Linked DNA regions of Bombyx mori: region 2 is linked to region 1. The links are chromatin contacts, called in public Hi-C maps. All regions are on one chromosome and are shown on one strand. The core of a region is the stretch at or near the end of the contact, and the rest is flanking DNA. Distances in the headings are between cores, read along the strand shown.

Evidence for each region. A called contact is a pair of places that touch in the nucleus more often than the background predicts.
Region 2: a contact with region 1 is called in a Hi-C map of middle silk gland, with 2.0 times the contacts expected there. The contact joins two enhancer-like sites. A contact is called at or near these places in 2 of 7 Hi-C or Micro-C datasets (middle silk gland and whole pupa).

Annotation. Positions count from the first base shown.
Region 1 is chr11:1,881,717-1,886,614 of ASM3026992v2, reverse strand. LOC101740483 reads right to left here. Exons shown (of 44, transcript XM_038013735.2): 8 at 4,414-4,531; 9 at 3,502-3,638; 10 at 2,839-2,964; 11 at 1,685-1,802; 12 at 352-418. Among protein-coding and RNA genes, the nearest start is that of LOC101740483, 12 kb to the right of the region's middle. Within about 2 kb of position 2,969, at least 4 of the 8 cell types and tissues checked have open chromatin away from gene starts, as enhancers often do.
Region 2 is chr11:1,918,269-1,923,166 of ASM3026992v2, reverse strand. It overlaps LOC101740483, which reads right to left. Exons shown (of 44, transcript XM_038013735.2): 41 at 4,326-4,434; 42 at 2,344-3,110; 43 at 1,600-1,681; 44 at 421-773. The coding sequence ends at 526. Among protein-coding and RNA genes, the nearest start is that of LOC101736607, 22 kb to the left of the region's middle. Within about 2 kb of position 2,471, at least 5 of the 8 cell types and tissues checked have open chromatin away from gene starts, as enhancers often do.

The DNA.
Region 1 (4,898 bases), core at 1,720-4,219:
TTATTTACATTTAACAAAAACTGCTTTTATATGAAGCCATGTGAAGTTCTCTTTGTTTATGCGAATACTTTTAAATAAATTATGGAAACTAAATTTTTGAATACATTATATAATAACACTGATATAAAAATTATCATGAAGAAGTCATCTCGCCATACTGCACGTGGTCAATGACCTCTCTCGTCAGCTGTTCCAGTGCGTGTCATTGACCCTCCTCGTCAGCTGATTCCGTGCGGGTCATTGACCCTCCTGATTAGCAGTTCCCCTGCAGGTCATTGACCCTCCTCATCAGCTGTTCCCGTAAAGCCCTACATAATGCTTTGTAAAGCTAATCTCTAAAGCTTTACTCACCTTGAACGCAATTGTGGATGCTATTTTAAAATTTTCTAATATCTTACAGAAACGATCCACTGCATGTCTGGAACATAATAAGATTCGGTTTGCATATTTATTATATCAAAGATTATTAATATTATATAAGACGCACGCGCCAGACGAGACCAGAACATTAGTTGTTATCGTAAGATTATAGATTCCCCCCAAGTAGTCATTCGGTTTGAATTTTAGGGCCAAACAGTCATTATAATATACTCAATTGCAGAGAAACAGACGTCAATTGGCGTTTCACTCCTTCGTTCGTCGCGTTTAACCTGTGAGCTTCGATAATTACTTAACAATAGGAGAGAGTCGCATTCAGCCTATGGGGTTCAATAATCACTTAACAATAGATGAGTTGATTCAACCATGTGCGCAAATAGAACTTATATCAAGGCCATAGGATACCTTTGAATGATTTTTTCATCCATAAAAACAATCGTACCTTCACAGTGTCAGAGAACAATGGGCTGTCTGTGAGTTACGGTGACTACTTACCATCAGGTAAGCCATGTACTTGTTTGCCTGTCAATCGCTTGTCAAGACACGGGTAATCTAATCACACATTTCACTGTTTCTCTTGTCTATACTAATATTATAAAGAGGAAAGATTTGTTTGTTTGTTTGTTTCGAATAGGCTCCGAAACTACTGGACCGATTTGAAAAATTCTTTTTCCATTAGAAGCCGACATTGTCCCTGATGAACATAGGCTACTTTTTTAATTTTTTATTTATTTATTTTTTTTGGTTTCATGTGTGTTTTAATGTTTCCGAAGCGAAGCGAGGGCGGGTCGCTAGTATATTAATAAAATAAACACATTTGACAGTGATAATGTTACTTAACTCTGTTCATACATACAGGTCGTATATTTTTCTAACATGTTGACTTCCGTGTAGGCCACCGGTGCCCTACGCGGCGCACTAAAGTAATTAGGTAGTTAGTATTTAGGTCGATTTCTGTTACTAAGTTCTTCTTTTTTGCTAATATTTTAGTCTTTTAAGCCTCTTAGAAATAGATTCATTCTTAGTATCTTCAGATTCATTTTTCCCAGAGTCTACTAGATATTCCGTGCTTTAGTAACATGATCGAAAAGAGAAACCGATATAATTACTTTAGTGCGCCACGTAGAGCACCAATGACCTACATACATGGCAGTCACCATGTTAACTCTTGTTTTTCAAATCTGGTCCCAGCCTACGTGCGGACCGTGGACCACACTCGAATTCGTAGTATCGTCGCTTCACAATACTCATTAAATTTTCAATAACAATACCATTCCCTGACATACATATATAAATTTATACGCACTCTTTGTCCATTGGCTGATCGTAGCTTCGACACAGACATATCTTGTCGACTATCTGTTCTGTTGTCTTGCTCTCCTTTGCCAGACGTATCAACTGCTCGTACACAATGGTAGCTCCGGCTGGAATTAGACTTTTTTTTTATACACAGCAAAGAGACTAAGACGATTTTCATTTTAAGAAACAACTAAACGATAATCTTATTAGTGAAAATTATTATCACAAAATTGATTTTCATAGGGACGACATTGAAAATAAATGGATTTTTTAATTATTAGTTGAATTATGTATGAATTAATGGCAAATTATATAATATTATAACATCTTGCAAAATACTGACAGTTACGTAACCAAACCCGAAACTAAACATTACCGATATTCACATTTAAAAGCGTTCACTAGTTCCAGTTTGAAGTATGTCACAGTCGCTGAACTATCCAAAGTCGATTGACAGTGACAGTCGAAACAGTGACGTCACAGACGATTAAACACGTCACCCCAGATAAACATACAGACATGCTCGGTCGGTTGCGGCATCAACAATTACTAGCGCACCATTAGACAGGTACGTATAAGCGGTCCAAATCTGACGGTGTTTCGTAACAAATGTATTGAAGTTCTAAGGAGACACACAATACTAACGCCTGTAGAAGTGCCTCGTGCTTCGGCATCCTTCGGCACCCTTCATCCAATATCAATAAGACGTAATACATGATGGTATTTGTACTAAATGTACCCGGCGTAAAATTTATAAGCAAAAAAGTTTTTTTTTTCATTGCTCAGATGGGTGGACGAGCTCACAGCCCACCTGGTGTTAAGTGGTTACTGGAGCCCATAGACATATAAGTTTTAAGGTCTCAAGTATAGTTAAAACGGCTGCCACACCCTTCAAACCGAAATGCATTACTGCTTCACGGCAGAAATTGACAGGGTGGTGGTACCTACCCGTGCGGACTCATAAGAGGTCTTACCACCAGTATCATATACGTTTAATTTTCTCAAGATAAAGAAATATTTGCGTCCGTAAACTGCCAGTAATTGATTACATAGCAGATTTACCGGCGTTGCTCGTGGCTTGAAACAACAAGGATAAGTGTTCAGATGAAAAATCATCAGAAATGTATTTTACACATTTTCAGCCACCTTCAGGTCACTTACCGTCCTCGTGGGACATGAGGACGGCCCTCAGTCTGGGCAGGTCCCAGTGAGCGAGATGGCACGTGGTCTGTCCCGCTTGCACGCCCAGCGACCTGACCACGCCGACCGCAGCAGCGCTCAATCCACCTGGATTCAGATGCATTACAATATTATATTTAAGGTTCAGGTCAGCTAGGTAAGGTAAGGCCATCTGTCAATTAATGTGAAACAAAATAAAATTTATTAGCTTGGGCGTGAGAGTAGAAATTAACTATATATTATCTATATATTATTACATGAAGCAAAAACTGTGTACCCCTTTTTACCAAAATTATGCAGACGGAGGAGTATGTAATTTCCCACACTTATAGAAAATATAGACGAGTGCACAGTGCTAATATTTTTTTAAAAATAATGCATACAAAATAAATTAACCAACAAAGAAAACATTACACAACTAACATGTATTTCTCACACACACACTCTTAAAGACTATTATATTTTGTTTATTGTTAAAGCCTGTGGTCAAGTGGAGAATAGATTAATATTGATTTCTTTAATATTATTTGTTTTAGCGAAATCTGTGATTAAAGAAGTTAAAGTCTTTGACGTCTTATCCTTTAGGCCACGACGACGTCCTAACACCACCAGTAAGACTAGTATATATATATATAGACGGCGTACCGTGCGCCAGCGACCAGACCAGGTCTCGTATGAAGACTGCCAGAGCGGCGCTGTTGTTGGCCGTGCAGAGGCACAGGCGGCAGTGACACCCGAACCTCGCGCGGTACACCCAGTCCTCAGACACTCGCTCCACGGACCTGAAGTACAAAATGTACAAATTTAAGTATCTTAAGACATCTAAGCGATAGGCAGCGGCCTGGCTAGGCCCCTGACATTGCTAAGGTCCATGGACGACAGTAAACACTCACCATCAGGTGGACCGTATACTCGTCTGCCTACAAGGACAATAAAAAAAATTGTGTGACGCCAGAGCTAGAGAGAGATAGCTATATGACAACACGAGATATATGATAGATGCCTGAATCTCGCTTGGGACAATTTTAAGATAGGCTTACATATATACAAGTTCCGAACAACATCATTCGATTAACCCACAGACACAGCCCACTGAGTTTCTCGCCGGATCTTCTCAGTGGGTTGCGTTTCCAATTCTCTGGTAGATTCTGCGAAGCACTGCTCTTGCTAGGGCTAGTGTTAGCAACATCTTCAGGTTAACGCCCCGTGAGCCCACCTACTCGCTCAGTGATGCTGGTATAACCGCTCGAGGTAAGCGGCATAATTAGGAAAGAAGAAAAAATAAAAAACATTCAGACAGTCTGTCTATTGTGCAATCTCACCGGCTCAAAGGAAGATCTTCCTTTCGTCATGAATACTGACAAATCAAATGGAAGTAGCATTGGTCAATAGACTGATTGTTTATTTTTATACTTATCTGTCAAACCTATCTCGACTGAAATAGGCAGAATAGCCCTACAAATATTAACTTAGGAAAATTAGTATACATTAAGATCCGGACGCAGACTTCTCGCTCATGGTCACTGGCCCTGCTACCTACACATGCCGAGTACTCACATGTCGGCACCGATGAGCGTGTAGACCAGGGCGCTGATCTCGCACCAGGAGTGGTAGACCCCGAGCAGCCACTCCGGGACCGGCTCGAACTCGCGCACCGCTACATCCGTTTCCGCTTCTGCAATGTCAGCGCGAGCTTACACTTGAGCACTTAAAGCTTTAATTTAGCGTCCCCCTCCTATTTGCGTTGATAATCCACAATGCTGAGGGTCGTGGCTAATAACTTTCTCCTGGGATATTCTGAGCTAGGCCTGTCTATCATCAGCTGCACGGATGGCATTCTAGACTAAGGGGTACAAAAAAATAGGTATCAACCAGCGCATTGGATTTCTGTCTCAAGGGCCTTCTTCCATGAACGTTTAACATTAATTACATTTAACATCCATAATTAGGTAATTTGAAGATATCCTTTATGACATCAGACATGATACAAACATAGTCTAGCTTTTATGCCGAAAAAATTCTCTCTCATCGAAATCTCATTC
Region 2 (4,898 bases), core at 1,222-3,721, 37 kb before region 1:
TAGTTCCTGTGACTTTAATTGTCGAATTTAATGATGCAACTGAAAAGACAAATAAATAAATTGTCTTTTAAATGTATAATTTTAGAGATAATTAAGAAATTCAACACATTGGTCGATTATGACAAAGATTAACCCACAGACAGCCCAATGAGTTTCTCGCCCGATCTTCTCAGTGGGTCGCGTTTCCGATCCGGTGGTAGATTCTGCGAAGCACTGCTCTTGCTAGGGCTAGTTGGTAGCTAGAATAACCCTTTAAACTACCAGCGAATAAGTAGGAAAAAAATATATAAGTGAGGCCTTGTTTTCATAAATAATCTGAGTATAGTTTGTTTATATATTTTAGCCTCAAATGACGTCACACGTGTTGAATTCCCGCGCGCCTTTTAGTACGAACCAGTAAAAACCAAATAAAACAACAAATGATACATGGAAATGTATTTATAACATTCGACTTAACATCTAAAGAGTCGCGTCAGTTATTAAAACGTCACGGGACGTGCGGACAGCGCGGGCGACGGTAAGCGACTAGAGTTTGTTGTGTTTCAGTGCGTTCGCGATGTCCCTCACGTCCAGGCAGACCTTCGGCTTGTGCTGGGGCGGCTCGAAGTAGAACTCGAAGCGCTTGAAGCTCTCGATTTCTCGTTCGGACAGGTCCAGCGATGATAAGTTGGTTATCGAGGCGTCGGGGAGGAACACGCTGGACTCGTGGCCGGCGCCGGGCGGGGGGTGCCCCACCGGACCGAAGCCGCGCGGGGGGACCGGGGGGGGCGCGTCTGGGGGAAGCATTACAAGTCATTAATTAGCGATACAGTTAACCGTGGTCACACCGATACTGTCCTCCACAAGTGCAGACCTTAACTGTACCAGTTGTTCGAATCCCGCACGTATTAATTATTCTATTGAAATACTTAAATACAACGGTAGACTTTTTGGCGGGAACGCGAGGAGTGAAGTTGTGTGATGTGTTTAATTTTGTCTAATTATTGTTTCTTCAGGTTTAAATGTGTAATAACGGTGGTTTATTAACTGTTTAGTATCTGTAAAAGTGCACAAATGTGGGGAAATTAAAGCCGCTGAACGTTAATATTCGGGATCCTCCAAAAAGTCCACTGAAAAAATCTCAGTAAATTACTACCATTTTACTGAAATTATATTTCATCCCATATCATTTCATTTCATTTCGTTTTTAGTACAAAAATGTTATTATGGAGTGTAATGAAAGGAAATGAAGATGATTAATTGACTGGGATGAAATATAATCTCAGTAAAATGGTGGTCATTTACAGAGATTTTGTTCAGTGGACTTTTCGAAGGATAAGTTACTATAGTAGTAATAGTACTATAATATAATAATATAGTATAATAGTAGTAAAGTATAGTAGTTAATCCTGATAAGTTACGTCCGGCGGCTTTGTTTCATTTTCCCACATTTGTGCACTTTCAAAGATATTAAACAGTTAATGAACCACCGTTATTACACATTTAAATCTGAAGAAACACTAAATAGACAAAATAAAACAAATCACAAAACTTTACTCCTCGCGTTCTCGCGAAAGTCTCGTCGATGGTCTACACTGACGGAGTTGGCGGCCCACCGACCTGGCTGCGCGTGCGGGTACATCGCGTCGGGCCACACGTGGCGAGGGTCGTCCAGGGGCGCCGCCTCCACAGGGCTCCCGTCCTGTAACAAGTGAACAATCATCGCAACTTGAATTTCATTAGTTTGGATTGTGATATCCGGTAAACACATTGAAGGGTGACCTGGTGTCCAGTGGTTACTGGAGCTCTAAGGTCTCAAGTAACAACGGCTGCCCCACCCTTCAAACCGAAATGCATTACTGCTTAACGGCAGAAATAGACAGGACGGTGGTACCTACCTGTGCGGACTCACAAGAGGTCCTACCATCTGTAAAACTTCAGCAGAGCTTCGTAAATAAGTTTTCACCAAGTGTACAATATTTAAGAATAAATAAATAATTAAATAGCGTATATCTCAATTTACCTCTTTCTGAACTTACTCTGACAGACAAAATAATACTATCCAAAAACACATAGGTACGCTAAATATAGTATAATATATATAAATACTAGCTTTTGTCCGCGACTTCGTCTGCGTGGGATAGTTACTTTGGCGTAACGCTAAATTTTATCCCCCAACTCCATTTACGTAGAAAGTGAAAATATTTTAAATTATAGAATGTTACAGAGCTATTTAAACCCATATTTTGAAACATTCTTTATTGTTGCTCCGCTTGTATTGGTCTTACCATGATGTCATATTATATATTCCTCGATAAATGGGCTAACCAGTAAAATAGCTACGAAACTAAATTCAGTACTAACCGGAGTCTTGAAGAACTTGGAATCGCTGACGTGATGAACGGATATTTCGCTGTTCAGCTTCGAGCCGACCCTCAAGCGCTGGAAGTACGGCAGCGAGTCACCGTTGGCCAGGTGGTGCTGTCCGGGGTCGTCCGCCTTGAGGTCGGGCGCGTCCCTCGAGTCCGTGAAGAGGGCGTTCCGGAACAGATTCCCGTCCTCCTGACCGAAGGGCGTGTAGAGTGGGCCGGCGTAGTCCGCCGCGCGCACCGGGTCCGGGCGCTGGTTGGCGAATAGAGACGCACCGTTGGACTCCGGGCGCGTGCCGATCGGGTTGGGGCTCGTCTCTAGCCTGGACTCCGGCCGGGGGAAGCTCCTCAGCCTCCCCTCGTCGTTGCTCCTGAACAGCGAGTACCCCTCGTCGTTGCCCTGGGTGAAGGAGGACAGGCTGAGCATCCTGTCGTGCAGCTGGTCGGGGCGGGGGTGGGGCGCGCGCTGCTGGTGCATCATCGACATGAGCGGGTTCCGGATGGTGTACATCCCGTTGGAGGTGGGCGTGATGGTTGCCTGGCAGGCGGCCGGCGGCATGGGTATGGGCTCCGGTATCCGCAGCTCGCTCTTCTGCTGCTGCGGCTCGGCGCTGATCTGCACGGGCGGCAGGTCCGGGTGGAACATCGGGTTCCTCAGCGTCACCATTTTGGTGCCGTCCCGGGACTCGGGAAGTTCGGTGGCGTTCTTTTTCGCCTTCTTCTTGGACTTCTTCGACTTGGTCGCTTGCGGAGACGGTGCTTCTGGAAACCATAGTATAATATTAATGTTGTACACTGTACCGATGGAGAATGAATTATTTTAATTTTACTGTATACAATCAAACAATACTCAAAGTGACAGCGTGTCTAAATCTTAATTGTAATATCTAACGATTTCCTCACTCTTCAAACTGGAATGCAGGAATGTTTCGTGGTAATTATAGGCAGAACAGGGTTACCTACCCGTGTCGCCCCACGGAATACACTACTATACCAGTGCTATAAAGTGCAATCCGATAATAATGTTGAAATGTGTGTATATAAATATTTTTAATATACCAATAAAAACAAAACAGTAATTTTTGAGTTATTCTTAATAAAGCACATACTTGATACAATTAATTGACTTCACCTACATTGCTGATAATCTCCTATTAAATTTATAGTTATACTAGCTGGCTCGGCAAACGTTATCTTGCCATATAAATTATTTCTAAGAAAGATAAATAACCTAGATACCGACTGCAGCGCCGTCTGACGGACCGATTAGTGAATCTAAGCCATCCAGGGCGCCACACAAATGCATACAAAAAAATCATTCAAAACGGTCCAGCCGTTTAGGAGGAGTTCAGTAAACGTACAGAAAGTAACGTACGTATCAAAGTTTTGTTTGTTATATCGAAGGCTGAAAGGAAAGCTGGATTAAGCGACATTTTTAAAACTTTACATTCAAGTCTTTACTTTATAGAAAAACTTTCTTCAGCTATTTGAACGGAGTAAGCTTAATTGAAGTTCAATTAAAAACCATCGAACTGGAACCATCGTTCTGATACCGAACTGATGCTGATACTGAATAAAACGGATCTTTAATTACAAAGATAAATGTCGCTTATACCAGCCTTTCACCCTTCAATATGTTAGAAAAGTTTTGGATAATCTACGTATAATATACTACGGATAATATATAACTAGCTGTACCCGTCCGCTTCGCTGGGCATTTAAAATTAACATTATTATTTCTCACCCCCGCAAAGATTCTCATCATTAACGCCCCCGCAACTGGTGTAGGGAATCCAACACTCATAAATATTAGCCTATCCATTAAGTACATGTATTTTCTACGTGGATACTAAGTTTCAAGTCAATCGGATGCATGGTTCAGTAGTCATAACGGAACATCCGTAAAAATCACTGTAGATTTATATATTAGTATAGATTTTTATTGGCTCATAGGTCGACACCATTAGGCGTTGTTACCTGGTTGGCTGGTGGAGAACATCATGAGCGAGGGGTCCGCGGTGATGAGGGGCGGCGGGCGGGCGATGGGCGTGGGCGTGGCGGCCAGCTGACTTCCTTTCCACAGCGGCTGGAATTGACAAAGGAAATGCTAACTTAATTGTTTAAATGGGTGGACGAGCTCACAGCCCACCTGATGTTAAGCGGTTACCGGAGCCCGTAGACATCTACAACGTAAATGCCGCCAACCACCTCGAGACATGAGTTCTTAGGTCTCAGTTTTTAAAGTACAACGGCTACCCACCCCAGCTTTCAAAGCGAAACGCATTACTGCTTCACGGCAGAAATAGGCGGGACGGTTATATATTGTAATGTCACTTCTGAGATGCCAATAAAGGAAAGATCTCGCTCTGAGCTGGTAATCATCAGACCATCAGGCATTAGACCGACCGACCATTATTTGAGTATAACAATAGATTGGTTTTAATTAATTTTTCAAACGCGAAACATCCTACTAATATTATAAACGCGAAAGTCTGTAAAAAATATGGATGTCTTTTTCTGTTACCCTCTGCTGGGGTGTAGGGCTGGAAT